Linked DNA regions of Mus musculus: region 1 is linked to region 2. A link is a contact called in public Hi-C data. All regions are on one chromosome and are shown on one strand. Each heading gives the region's core, a stretch centred on a gene start, on an enhancer-like site or on the middle of the called end of the contact. The rest is flanking DNA. Distances are from core to core; before and after follow the strand shown.

Region 1 (7,108 bases), core at 287-2,786, 270 kb after region 2:
ACAGAACATGAACAAACACACACACACACACACATGGGCACATATGGGCACACATGTGTAAGCAAGTCACAGAGTAATTGAGAGCCAAGGCTTTGGAGTCAGATGGACTTGAGTGGGAGCCTTGGATTTTCTGCCTGTTGGCTCTGCAATTACGGAGACTTGCCCAACTGCTCTCAGCCTTATTTTTTCTCATCTATAAAAAGTCCAGGGCTATGCCAGCATTCCGTGGGTGCTCTGAGGACTCAAGGGATTAAATAAGAAGGAGGCACTAGTCATGGGGAGTGGGTGGTGGTGTGCTACTGATCACCCCTTAAAAGAGCCTCGAGTAACTTGGGGAATATAGGCTGGCACCTTCTATTTGCAGCTAGGATGTGGTGTGTGCTGCCCTGGAGGACAGGGCTATATAACTTCTCTGTGCTTGAGTTTCCCTAAGTGCAGGGTTGGTATGGCCCTAAAGTCTACTTCCTATGGTCCTCTAGAGAATCACATAAGTTAATCAATGCATAAAACACACAAGAGCACAGAGCCAAGCCTTGGTGCTCAATAGATCTTTGCTAGTACTATTACTATTATCCCAAAATATCTCAGAAGCATCCCTTCCTAACATCTTGCTTTGCAGAATTTCTTGCATCCAATCTGTTTCTTTCCTATCTAACAGATTGCAATTTTTTTTAATGGAAAAAAAAAGGAGAGTAGTATTCTAGGAAGAACAGGAGATAAAGGAGAATGCATGTGATTCACAACCAAGGAAGGGATTACCTAAAGAGATCAGGGGGTGTCTACAGCTGGACAAGAATAAAGACAAGGAGAAGAGCTACTGGGCCAGACTCAAGAGACTTAGACAACAGAAGGGCTGCAGTTAGGGGCAACACTTCACTGAGATCTCTGGTAGCTTTACACTCTCAGACGGAATTGAGCAAAAGAAACTCTGACCACTTTTCAAAATTAGAAACTTCACAAAAATAACCAGTATCCAACATGTACCAGAGAGACTGGTTTGGAAGACAGTTAAAGAAGACAAGATGGCGGGCGGTCTAAGTCCTCCACTCAGTGGAAGGCAAGCCATGATTAATCGGATTGGTAAAATAGTATAGGCATTGAACATGAGTTGAGAGCCAGGTCATTTGAATAGTTTCAGAAGTAGTGAGTTTAGTTTAACGATCTGGAAAAACCCTTCTCAATGTTGACTGTGAATGTAGACCACCCAGAATGCTTATTAAACATGCAGATTTTTTGGCACATGCCCGTAATGATTCTGCTTTAATGTGGAATTGAGAGCATGCAAGTTTTAACCGGTTCTTCTGGTATCTCTGACCTGCATCATTATCTATAATAGAGAGAGGATCCAGACTTTTGTGCAGACTTTGTCATAGTTCTGCAACCCCTGAGATAGAATGGCAATTCAAAATTGAGTGTTTGTTTTCTTGGAGAGAGAGTCCATATGTTCTAGATTTTCAAAGGGTTCAGACTGAAGGATATTTGTGGAATGTAAGGAGGATCCTGCAACTGGAGCCTACAATTACCAAGCTGAGGAAAATCAGCGAAGTAGAGTTCTGTAAATTGAGATGGTCATTCCTTCTCAAGAATAGGAAGAAGTAAGTATGTGTTCTATACTGAACTGAACTATTTGGACAACAGGAGGGAGAAGATGTGGTATAGTTGTCTCAGGGTGTGGGCACCCACCAGCTCCAGGACCTTCAATCTGTCTCTAGATGTGTAATTTACTACAAAAGATGTGTCCAGCAACTGGGACATGTGTAAGCAGAAGGATGCATCCTCAGACTTCTCTATGATGCTTAGCCTTCATGGAAAGTGACCAAAAGTCCAGGGCACAGGAGTGACTAGAGCTCTGGGTGCACAGGGAGGCCTTTCTGGGCCCCAGGTGTCTCCTCGACCTCCCTGATGCTCTCAAGCACTAAAGGAAGGCTTAATAACTGAAGATGGAAACATTAAATTAGAGCTGAGATTTCAAAATCAGGAAAGAGAAAGAAAGGGGAGGGAGGAAGTGTGCCACGGAGGAGCCAGGTAGGCAGGGGAGGGCAGAGGGGCATTAATCCTTCAATGGTGTGCCCTGCTATCCTCTGGCTGAGTCCAGTCAGACAGAAACAAGAGCCACAGAGCTAAGAGTAGGGAAGGGATGCATGCATCTCAGAAATGCACACTAACCAGCGTAAGTCAGTGGGCAGGACAGGGACCAGAGGATGTGGGCTGGCTGTGTGCACAAACAGAACTATTCTCTACAGAGCTCCTAGAACAAAGGAGTGGGGAGAAAGCCTTTCCACTCACACCCCGATCTCTGAACAAATCTAAGCATTCTTGAAAGACCGAACCTTGTCTCCTCGGATTGTACCTTGAAATCCTAACTCCGATGAGTCTGTCTGTGGAAGGAGAAAAGCAACAACGTGTTGACCCAAAAATCTATCTCTTTGACAGGAGAACTGCTTTGAGCTGAGGGTAACAATGCAGTAGAAAATGCAGGGAGCGCCCTCTACCCGCCTCTGCCTAAAGGCAGGGAAACCCGCCTCTCTGCTCCTTCTCTGTGGTGGTGGTGTGGGGAAAGCGCCCTACTCTTTCTTTTCTGCAAATGTGGGAAAGGCTGTCTACTTCCTCCTCTAGCCTGAAGCCTCTCTCTCCAGAGAGGGTTCCAGAGGGATCCACATCCAGGACCCACATCCATAACCCAGATTATGGTCTCATGGTTTCTCAGCCTTGGAGAGCTGAAGCCACTCTCTCACCTCTGCCATTTCTCCAGAATATTGTTATTCTTTTTAAAGATGAGCTGGAGGTCCAAACTGCCTCTTCAAACGATTCGCTAGCGGGCACCCCGTGTGTTGTAGGCTTGATATTCTTGTTGACAGACTTCTATTCCTTTTCCTCTTATCTGTCTTTTGTTATAGTCTCAGGCAAAATCTCGGAATGGTGGGGGTGTCCTCCTCTGTGAGAGATTGGGCCTTTGGTGGGCAATTAAGGTTTGCTATAGTTAGGATGTTTGAATCCTTCCAAAATCCCCGCTGGATCCTAACATTTGATTTGATAATAGGAAGAGACATGGACCTTTGAAAGGGGATTATGCTTTCAGGGCTCTGCTCTCAGGAGAGGGGCTGATGCCTGTGATGGTTCATCGACAATTCGATTAGTTAAAGTTTGTGTTGATAAAATAAAACACTATGACCAAAAGCAACTCGGGAGGAACAGGTTTATTTTCCCCTTATTATTACATCTTATAATCTTATAATATAGCAGAGGTCAGGGCTGGACCTCAAAGGCAGGAACCTGGAGTTAGGAACTGATGCAGAGGCCATGGAGGATACTGCTTGTTAGCCTGCTTCTCATGGCTTACTCAGCTTGTTTTCTTATGCAACGCAAGACCATCAGCTCAGGGGTGGCACCACCCATAATGAGCTGGGCCCTCCGACATCAACCACTAAATGCTCACAAGCATGTCTACGGGCTAATCTTATGGAGATTTTCTTTCTTTCTTTCTTTCTTTCTTTCTTTCTTTCTTTCTTTCTTTCTTTCTTTCTTTCTTTCCTTCCTTCCTTCCTTCCTTCCTTCCTTCCTTCCTTCCTTCCTTCCTTCCTTTCCTCCTCCTCCTCCTCCTCCTCCTCCTCCTCCTCCTTCTTCTTCTTCTTCTTCAATCTTGCCTCACGTTTATTTGTAAAAACAGCATAGGACACTGGTCATCTGCAAATAGTGTGTGGTGGTGTGTCACAGCAGTCCATCTGTCTTCATATGGGCAGAAGCCTTTTCTATGGTGCCTTCACAGGGGCCTGGGCACCTTTGGGAGCCTGGGCTGGAGCTGAAGCCTGGGTCTTAGCTGGAGCTTTGGCCTCTGCCTTGGTTTGAACCTTAGGCTTCGGTTGGCAGAGCCTTTGACCCTTGGCCATGTAGCGTAGAATCTGCTTCTCAAGTTTGGGGTGATCAATGAAAGCCAGGTGGCTGAGTTTGCGGCTGAGGCCCTTTGGCATCTTGGGATGGCCTCAGGCTTCACAAGGTCTCTGCATGTTCCCTCACTGCCTTTGCATTGTTGGCCTGCATCTTCTTCAGGCCTTTCTTCTTGTGCTTCTTGGCAAAGCGCATGTTTCTCAGGAACGTGGGGTCAACCCCCTAAGAGATTTGTATCTTTGTGACCAGGCTTTCTTGATGCCTTTTCTGCATCATTTTCAGGACTGGTTGTGTGTGGTGTGGTTCTTGAACTTGGCCACGTCTGCACGGTAACCCGCGGCTCCCACAGCACCTAGGTGACATTTTCTTAATTAAGGTTTCTTTTGCAAGATCATTCATGTCAAGTTGACAAAACAAAAACAAAAAGCAAAACCCGGACAATTAGATTAAGAATCTCGTAGGAGTTGGGCAGTGGTGGCGCACGGCTTTAATCCCAGCACTCGGGAGGCAGAGGCAGGCAGATTTCCGAGTTCGAGGCCAGCCTGGTCTACAGAATGAGTTCCAGGACAGCCAGGGTTAGACAGAGAAATCCTCTCAAAACAACAACAACAACAAAAATCACTTAGGAGACACACTTACATGTCCAAAGAGGAAGGGCTGACCCTGAAGAACCTATGGACCCTATTGACTGGAGTTCAGAACTGATTAAGAAAGAAAAGGAATGGAAAATCACCATTCATCTCTTCTTTCTAGCTATAGATAAAATGGGACGAGCCCTGTAGTCACAACTGGGGCTGCTTTTGATGCCACACTTCCCTAGTCACAATGGCCTGTACCCCCAAACCGTGAGCCACAGCGGACCCTTCCTTCTTTAAGTTGCTTTGTTTCCAGGCATTCTGTTACAGCGATGGAAAACATAACTTAAATAATGTCTTTATGAAAGAAGCTCAGAGCTGTCTGGTGCTTTGACCTGAAGGCAAAAACACTGTTACCTTTAGGGGGTGGGATGCAGCAACAGGCAGCAGAGAACAGCCTTTACCAGACACCTTGTCCACTGGTGCCTTGACTTCGAACCTTCCAGCCTCCAAACAGTGAGGAATGAATTCCTGTTCTTTATAGATAACAGGGATTATCATATTCTGCTACAGCAACAAAATGGTCTAAGACAAACTAAAGTGATGTCACCACATGGGTGATAAGATGAGTGATATCATAAGAAGGACACTGTGATGACAAGCATTAATTGTCGTCTTGACACAAACTAAAATTACCTGGGGAAAGAGTCTTCACAAGAGATCATTCATACATCCCCATCAGACTATTTGCATGTCTGATTGGGATAGTCTTGATTAGTTGATATGGGAAGATCCAGTCCACTGTGGGTGGCACCATTACCTAGGCTGGAGGAATCCTGACTGCATGAATGGGGAAATGAAACTGAGTACAAGCAGATAAGTAAAAATGAATGTATCTGTTTTTACTCTGCACTTGAATATATATATATATAATATAAAAAAACTTGGAACTCTGAGCTAAAACAAACCCTTCCCTCCCTAAGTTGTTTTCTATTGTGCTATTTATCACAGCAGCAGAAATCAAACAATAGAAACCAAAAATGCCTTCTCCCTTCCCACTTCTTGAGAGTAAAGGCTGTGGAGCAGATAGCTTCTAGGTGATCTGTAACCAGGGAAAGCCCTTCTCTAGACACCAATCCAGTCTGAACATCTTGAATTCCCAACCTCAAGATTTCGAGGAAGCAAACACCGCTGTTTAAGGCTCCCAGCCTGTGGCATTTTGTGGTGTCAACCTGAGTTGACGAAGGCAGCTGGAAATGCCCAAATAGAGGCTCAGAAGTAAGTGTGGAGAGCAGCTAGACATTGTCCAATGGCAAAGTGAGAGAAAATGAAGGGTCTTGCTGGCAAGCCTTCTAGCTAATTTTCTTGGAATTCAGAATCTTTCATTTTTAAAAAGAAAATCTATAAATAACTCTCAGCTTGGCAAAGCAAAAAGAGTCTTCTTTGATCCTCAGTGAAGATTCTGAGGTATTAGACAGGAATCAGCAATAATGGAGGACTTCAAGGCAGGAAGGCCCTGACTCCTACCACGGCAACAGCTAGGAGGTCAGAAAGGAGCTTCATGCTGATTAGTTTTAACTGCCAACCCAACGCCAGCCAGAATCACCTGGAAAATGAATCTTAATGAGGAGTTCCGTAGATAATATTAGCTTGTGGGCATGTCTATCAATGGTTGCCTAGATAGTGAATTAATGTAGGAAGACCCCGCCCACTGTGGGCAGTGCATTCCCTAGGCAGGGCTCCTGAGGTGTATAAGAGAGAAGAGATGGAGCTGAGAGCACGCAAGTGATGATTCGTGTATTTATTTTCTCTTTGTCCCTTGATGCTTGTGGACCAAGCTTGTGGATGTGATCCTTTGAGTTTTTGGCTTGACTTTCCAAAAATAATGGACTGTAACCTTAATTTGTAAGCTAAAAATATCCCTTTCTTCCCTAGGTTGAGTTTGGTCAGGGTATTTTATTACAGGAACACAAAAAGGCCCTGTGAGAGAGGTGATTAATTTCTACACTAGCCCTTAGCTGGGCCACCCACTCCATCATTGCTTCAAATTCTATGGCAGCCCTGCTGAGTGAGGGCAGCCTCCCCAAGACATGAGTTGGCTGAAACCTGTTTTGGTCTTCAGTCCCTGCTTCTGTGATAGGTATGGTCTGGCAATGTAGATGATAAGTTGTTCATCAGCAGAATCTAATATCCTGAGAACTGTCAAAGGGATTCTTGATGGATGAGAGCCCCAAGTTGCTAATGGATACCTAGACATGGGAATCTCCTTACAAATCATTGATTTGTGACTAATCTTTAAAGCTGTCCATTTGAACTGTGTGTGGCATTTGGACAACAGAAGAGACTGCTCTGGCCAGTAGACACATGATACTCTCTGCTTCAGTTTCAGTGAATAGAATCATCTATTCACCCTTGAGGTACCCCAGGCAGCTTAGAGTAAAGCACACAAGTGCACATGACCGAGTATTCTGACAAACCCCTCCAAGTTTTGGGTAAAATAAAAATGCAGACTGTTCATATAATGCCAGGACCAAAGAACATCACTAACTTTATCCATCAGAATTCCCTGTGGTGAAATTCCCAGAGTTAGCTGTGGTTGGTTTAGACATGCATGTGATTGTATTAATATTCTGCTTTTAACTCTTTTT
Region 2 (7,406 bases), core at 4,664-7,163:
ACTGAATCTGGGCTTAGCCGATGAGCTAAGATCTCCTTCCCCGGGCTTGAAATTTGTGCCTGTTTTTTTTTTTGAATGAGTAAAGCGATCTTGAATGGCTTTTACCTTTGCCAATTTATATGCCTAGAGACTCTGAGACCAGTTTCTTTTGTGTTAGACTTTTCTTCGGGATTTAAAAAAACAACAACAGAAAAAGGCCCCAAATAAATGTCTTACAATTATGATCGGCTCAATCACATGTCGCCATGGAGACCTGCTTGGTTACAAACTCCTCATGTGTTGCTTCTAATCCTGCTCAAGTTTCAGCCACTCCAGGGCTATTCTGACTCTAATGAGGGATAATTCATCAATTTTTAAATAGCTTCAGTTTTTCCACAAGCTATAGTGATTCAAGGAGCGCCAGGCAAATACAGCAAAACAGGAGGGAGTGATATTCACAAGCGCGAGACACAAGTCTCAGAGAGTTGCATGCTTTTGTTTTATCCGGGATGGAAATTTGTCGTAACAGCTTGAGGCAAGAAACTCACTCACTTATTTATTTATTTATTTATTTATTTACTTGTTTATTTATTTATTTATTTATTTGGTAGAAAGAGTTCTCTTCAAGCTTAAGGTATTTACTGGGAAGCAGGCAAATTTTATGCTCATTGTTGGTAATTTGTTTGTTTGTTTTTTGTTTTGTTTTGTTTTCCTGAAGGGGAAAGCACAGAGAGTTTAGTGTTTGTCAAAAAGTCTCTGATAGGCTGGCTTTACATTTGAGGGAGAAAAACAGTAACCAAGGCCAGATCAAGTCAGATGAATTGAACAAAATATTTCAAGGAGAAAGTCTTTGTATGAAGTGAGGATAAACTGAGGCGGGGGCGGGGTGTGCCTTTGTGCCTTAAGCTTATGTCCACACTGGGTGTAAAGACGGAGACTCTCTTTCCTTAAGCTTCTCCACCAACCTGTGGGGTAGTTCTGGTTAGTTTTTTTGTTGATTTTGTTTCACTTTGCTTTTTTAATCAATTTGACACAAGCTAGCGTTATCTAGGAAAAGAAACCTCAATTGAGAAAACTCCTCGACCAGACTGCCTGTTACTGGGCAAGTCTGTAGTGTGTTTTCACGATTGGTGGTTGATGGGGGAGGGCCCAGCTCATTGTGAGCGCTGTCACCTCTAGGCTGGTGGCTCTTGCTTATAAGAAAACAGGCTGAACAAGCCCTAAAGAGCAAGCCAGTACTACTTCACCGCCTCTGCTTCAGGAACCTCTGGCTTCCTGCCTTGAGTCCCTGTCCTGATCTCCCGTAAACTGTATTTGGCTAAGACTGTTTTTTTTTTTTAATCTTAGTAAACAACTAAGAGAAAAGCCTTAAGCAGTAGGCGTTGACTTTATAATGTTAATTAGTGTTGAATAGGTAACTTTTTAGTTGAATTTTAAGTAGGGCGTTGGAACCCTGGCTAAGTTTGACTGAACAAATTTGAAATACACTTTATTAAGAATAACACTGAGTTGATATTCTTCTGCATTTTTGGATGACAGGCGGGAAACAGGGAGAAGGGGGTAAGGACTGGCTCTGTAGTATGAGGCCAATTGGCTTTTTTAGGGTGGGAGGCTGTGAAGGGCTTGCCCTTCTAACAGTACGGTCTCCAACCTCTCCTCAGCTGAAAGATAAGTGAACCCTTTTCTCCCCCAGTGCTTTTGGATGTTGTGTTTCTCACAGCAAGAGAAAGTAAACTGAGGAAGGAGCTCTTCAAGGCCAGGGAAAATCTCTTTCAAGTGTACCATATAGAGCTGGTGAGATGGCTCAGTGGGTAAGAGCACTGACTGCTCTTCCAAAGGTCATGAGTTCAAATCCCAGCAACCACATAGTGGCTCACAACCACCCGTAATGAGACTGACGCCCTCTTCTGGTGTGTCTGAAGTCAGCTACAGTGTACTTATAATAATAAATACATTTTTTAAAAAAGTGTATCATGTACTTTGGTCACATTCACTTATTGTATTCTCCTCTGTCTCTGTCTCCCCTTTCTCTCCCCAACCAGCCTGTTCCTTTTTCCAGTATTGAGGCAAAGGCTTTTATGTATTTATGGAAATAGTCTAGGCTTTACAAATTAGGCAAATTTGGCCTGTCTCACTTAATATCATGATCTCCAGTGGTGTCCATTTTCTAACAAATGACATAATTGTGTTCTTCTATAGTGACAGAATAGAATTCCATGGTTCACATAAAACACATTTTCTTTACCCATTTATCCACTGAGAAATGCTGTAATAGGCTGCAATAACTTGGCTGTTGTAAATGGTACTGTGTCTGTGAATACATTAGTATTTATTTTATTATTCTTTCCATTTTCACTATGTTCGATCATCTTCACATAAATAAGAGGTCTTAGGAATGAGTAAGGTTCCGTGTTCTCAGTCCAAACATCTGAAAGAAGCCATGACACAGCAAAAGAACTTTTGAAGTAAAATTAGACAACATTCACTCAATGCCTATTTGTAAATGTATTATCTGTGTGCTTACTATTAGATGTAAACATGCAGACTGTGTCTCCTTTTTTGAAGATTTATGTATGAGTGGTGTATGTGTGTGTGTGTGTGTGCACGCGTGTGTGTGCTCATGAGTGAGCATACACACCTACAGAGGACAGAAAAATGAATCAGATCCCCCTGGAGGTGGAGTTAAAGACACTTGCAAGCCACCTGACATGGTACTGGGAACTGAATGAGTCTTCTGTAAGATAAGTGCACATTCTAACCATTGAGCCATCTTTTCGGCCCTGTTTCCTCCTCCTCCCCTCACCCCCCAACTTCTCATCCTCCTCCATGTGTATAGGAATTTGCCTGCATGGATGTCTACGCACCATATGTATGCAGTGCCCAGATAGGCCAGTAAAGGGCAAAAGATTCCCCTGGAACTGGAATTATAAATTGTAGCTGTCACATAGGGGCTGGAAATCAAACCTTGGTATTCTGGAAGAACAATCAGTGTTCTTAACCATTGAGCCATCTCTCCAGCCCCAGGTTTCTTTTGATCAGGAGAAAGAGAGAGGTAAGAGAGAGAGAGAGAGAGACACATACAGAGAGAGAGAGAGAGAGAGAGAGTGCGTGTACGTGTGTGTGTGTACGTGTGCACGTGTGTGTGCATATGTGTGTGTGCATGTGTGTGTGTGTGTGCGTGTGTATGTGTGTATTAGTGTATTCTGTGATTCTTTCCATGTGGTTTAGATGCTCTGCCGTTTCCCTATGTCACTAGCATTCTGGCTACACCTCTCTCTTTTTAATTTCATTTTTAATAGTTTGCCTTATTGTGTTTGTGCCCACTGATTTCTTCTGCATGGCTGGGTGCTGTCCATCTCATCCAGTGGTCTACATTTTTTATCTTCATCTCTGGGTGTCCTACTTGGACCAGTGCCATTGCTACACTTCCCACTTTATTGTGATCATGGTTCCTGTAAGGACTTGAATGTGTGGTGACCGTTTATGATAATCACCCTTTCCTGCTAGTTCAGTCCTCTCTATCATGTGAGCAGTTTGTCTACCACCCCTTTGGGTGGGGAGTCTTATTGGACATGGGATACTGTAGCCATGAGTCTCAAGAATGTTATACTTTTTGGGATTCTTTGAATTTTGTTTTCTCACTGAAGTCACATGGATTCTAGTCAATAGTTTTGAGGCTCGTGTTCAAGGTTTTCTAGGGCTGGCCCAGGATTCTTTTGAATCTAGGAAAATGCCTAGACAACCACTCCCCTGATTCCATCAAACCAATTATTTTCTGAGGATGTAATCTATTGTTTCATTATCAAAAGCCCTTTCTGTGATGGAGAGAAGAGCCCTACGTGAGTTTAGAGAGTTGTTCTAGATTCCACCTTCTGGAGAGTCTTTTCTGGACTCAGTTACCTCTCACACACTCAGATCAACACAAATCAAAACATTTGGAGGTTTCTCTCTGGCTTTCACTAGAACCATTCCTCTTTGTAGCTCTCCCCTTTCTGTATTTTGCCATGCTGGCCTTTCTGAATGCTGGGCTCTTTAACCTTACAGTATAGCATGGAAACCACTTCCAGACTTTAAACCGGGGTGATGCTGAGAGTCCTTCTGTCTGTCCATCTGTCCGTCTCTAGGTGATTCTCTTCTTGGGCTGGCCTCTTTCTAGGAAGCACTGTCTCTTACTCTCAACATCTACTTATTGAAAGCATGCACAGTGCTGAGACTCCACTGTGGCCAGCCCCAGAGATGCACATCTATTTGACTTGGAAAGAATAGAAACTTGTCACAAAGTCATCATTTACAATTGAGAATTCAATGGTACGGGAAGAAGCAACTGAAACAGAAACAACCTTAGGGCTTCCGGTTCTAACTTTAACCCACTGCAGAGGATGTGTAAAGTTCTCCTGCGGTAATTACATTAACAAACCTTTAGTCTTTCACAGTTTTGGCCGCCACATTTTATGCACAGCAGTGAGTTGTCAGGCTCTGTGAACTTGGTTACAATTTCTGCTTCAGAAGGAATGGCTGTCAGGCCTAGATCCCTTTTCTCCTTGGGCTGTGTGAGAATATTTTTAGGCAAATTGGAAGAGAAAATAAGCCCCCTGCCCACACTGTAGTGAGTGGCCAGGTCAACCAAAGATGGAAACGTGCTGACCAGCCAGCAATTTTCCTTCGGAGACTGTATAATGAACAGTTAGAATTACTCAGTTACACAGTGACAGAAAAATAATTGCGAGCTTGAAGTACCCTGAATACCTGGAATTGAATTTTGCAATAAATCTTTAAAATAGTCACTCATGTTTGATTTCTTTATATGGTGTATAATGGCTTCTCCACTGAAATACAGGCGCCTTTGATTTTCCATCTTTCTATGATGCCTCTTTTAAAAATGACAATCTTGTCTTGTGGTACCCACAGGTTGGCACCGTGGGCTGACTTTGCACCCAGCAGCATCACAGCTTGGGACAGCCCTCCATGCTGCCAGCTGTTCTCTGCGGTCCTTGCTGCACACCACCATGCTCCTGGGAAGCCTGGCCAGCTCTTCTGGTGGCCCTTCTGACCTCTTTCACCCTTTTATTTTGGTTGTACGATGTAAGAACCATTGAGCGCTACACATTCATGTCATCTGTTTATACTTAAAAGAATAGTAGTGTACACTCAACTACTTTATGACAGATTTTATTTATGTAAAACCAGGCATCATAACATCTTAGGGCTTTAGGGGGCTATAGGCATTGTGTGTGTGTGTGTGTGTGTGTGTGTGTGTGTGTGTGTGTGTGGTGTTTGTGTGGGTGTGTGCATACATAGTATGTTCATGTAGATATCAATATAGGATGTCTTCCTGAGTTGCTTCTCCACCAATATTTTTTGAGATGGGGCCTCACACTGAACCTGGAGCTCAGGGATTTGGCAAGGCCAGCGGACTTGTAAGCTCCGACAGATGCTGCCGTCTCTGTCTCTACAGAGGGGGTGGTAGGCATGTGTCTACTGCACAGCAGGCTCTTTATTTACTTTTTAACTTTTTTATTGATTCTTTGTGACTTTCACATCGTGAACCCCGAGTCCCATTCATCTATCTCCCTGTCTCTGTATCTGCCTGCCCTTGGCCCTTGAAACCTCCTTCTCCCCAGCCCTCAAGAAAACAAAAAAGTAAAAACAGAAACAGAGAAAGAAAGAAAGAAAGAAAGAAAGAAAGAAAGAAAGAAAGAAAGAAAGAAAGAAAGAAAGGAAGGAAGGAAGGAAGGAAGGAAGGAAGGAAGGAAGGAAGGAAGGAAGGAAGGAAAGAAGGAAGATCTCGCCCTGCAAGCTGCAGTGTGTCATGGTGTATCACACTGTTGTGCCCTTTTGACTAAGCATCTTTACTTGCCAGTGTTTATGGAATGAGTCATTGGTCTGGTTCGAGGCACTATTGGTACTGGAGCCTCTCTGGGGTTCCTCTCAGTTATCAGCTTTGGATCTGTAGGACCGGCCTCTTTATGAGCTCCAGCAGTTCATACATGGGGTAGGCGTTGTGGTGTCAACTCCAAGCCCTGGACCTGGGCCTGGACGCTAGCTGAGTTGGTCAGCCCACCCGCTAACCTGAATTCACACCACAGGGACAAGCTCTCCAGCTCTGCTCCAGTAGCCCATCCAAAGTGCCACAACCAGAAAGAGGCAGGGTCAGCTCTGCACAGCCCTTGGGTCCCAGGCAGCAGCCCATACAGGGGACGTCTGCATGGCCTTTGGTGATAACATGGACATTGACACAGACCCCTGCTGCTACAGGACTCAGGCTACTCACATTGGGCTCCCCACCCTCAAGTCTCCAGTTCGGCTTCTCTTTCTCTCTAATCACACCATATACTTACACATCACCGTAGCTGCTGAGGTGAGTAGGCCATGAGGCTGACAGGCCTCTGAATGTCTTCCACCCACCCATGCTGTGTGGCATCAGACGGACCTTGCAGCAGGCTTTTTAATATGGTCAGGGGTGGGGGAGGGGCGGTGGTCTGAGCTCAGGTTCCCACAGTTCTGCATCGGACACTGACAGACAGAGCCCTCTGCCTAGCATTTAACACAGCAGTTGAGACAGAGAGTAGACAAACGCGTTTATAGATAAAGCCATGAGTTTAGGGAAGATGTAGCTTGTACCAAATAACTGGATTGACTTCGCAGTCAAGTTTCTATTGTGTTTGCAGTACTGTGGTTTCCCCACATTGGGCCTGTCCTGTGTGGTGACCCTGACCTAGGATCTTGGGCTTTTAGTCAGAGGGAAGGAAGCAGGCTGTGAACTGAGGTTGGAGTGTTTGGAATAATATAGGCCAGCTGACTGGATTCCTTGGCAGTGAATGGACAAGCGTAAAAGCAGGCTCTGTGCAGGATACTAGGGATACCTGGACAGACAGGACTAGACCCTGCAGGAAAGACGGTGCTGTGTGCTCACACACAGAAGAGAAATCTGCAAATCAACAAGGTAGGCAGAACAGCAGCTCTTGGTGAAAGGAGACACTGAAGGGGGTGATATTTATGCTAATGGGAGCATAAGGAGGGGCAAGGAAAAGCTTTGTCTTCATCAAAGAAAGTCGTTGCCAGGTAAGCAATCAGGGGACAGCAGGATATGGCGTGTGGCATAAATAAATAAATAAATAAATAAATAAATGGGTCAGAAATGAAATGCTGATAGAATAGGTGGGAAGTAATTTGTGAACGAATTTTTCTGCTCCTCAGAATGTAAGTGGTATTTCTGGGAGAGGTTTTGGGTGTCTTCCCTCACGTTTCCAATTACTAAAGCTAATTATTCACCTCATTTGCATCCTATCTCTAGGCAGGAGCTGGTGAGGGAGGGCCCAGGCCGGTGGATGTCTGTGGTTTGGGGAGGTGGGGGCTCTTGCTCGCTTAAAAAAAAATGAAGACAGTGCCGCTCTTGGAGGTTAAGCATTTTCAGACATATTGGGACA

What was found. A called contact is a pair of places that touch in the nucleus more often than the background predicts.
Region 1: a Hi-C map of CD8 T cells shows a contact between it and region 2, with 2.6 times the contacts expected there. The contact joins two enhancer-like sites. A contact is called at or near these places in 33 of 484 Hi-C or Micro-C datasets (CD4 T cells, CD8 T cells, DN3 thymocytes and 24 more) and 9 of 115 datasets of contacts at active chromatin or transcription factors (CD8 T cells, double positive thymocytes, embryonic basal ganglia and 4 more).

The regions. Positions count from the first base shown.
Region 1 is chr1:88,718,620-88,725,727 of GRCm38.p6, forward strand. No RefSeq gene overlaps it. Among named protein-coding and RNA genes, the nearest start is that of Arl4c, 20 kb to the left of the region's middle. Within about 2 kb of position 1,537, at least 19 of the 459 cell types and tissues checked have an H3K27ac peak or open chromatin away from gene starts, as enhancers often do. A contact at or near this core is called in CD8 T cells, where this site is marked.
Region 2 is chr1:88,446,543-88,453,948 of GRCm38.p6, forward strand. The region is part of intron 1 of Gm29538 (predicted gene 29538); the gene reads right to left. Among named protein-coding and RNA genes, the nearest start is that of Gm28888, 9.9 kb to the right of the region's middle. Within about 2 kb of position 5,914, at least 25 of the 459 cell types and tissues checked have an H3K27ac peak or open chromatin away from gene starts, as enhancers often do. A contact at or near this core is called in CD8 T cells, where this site is marked.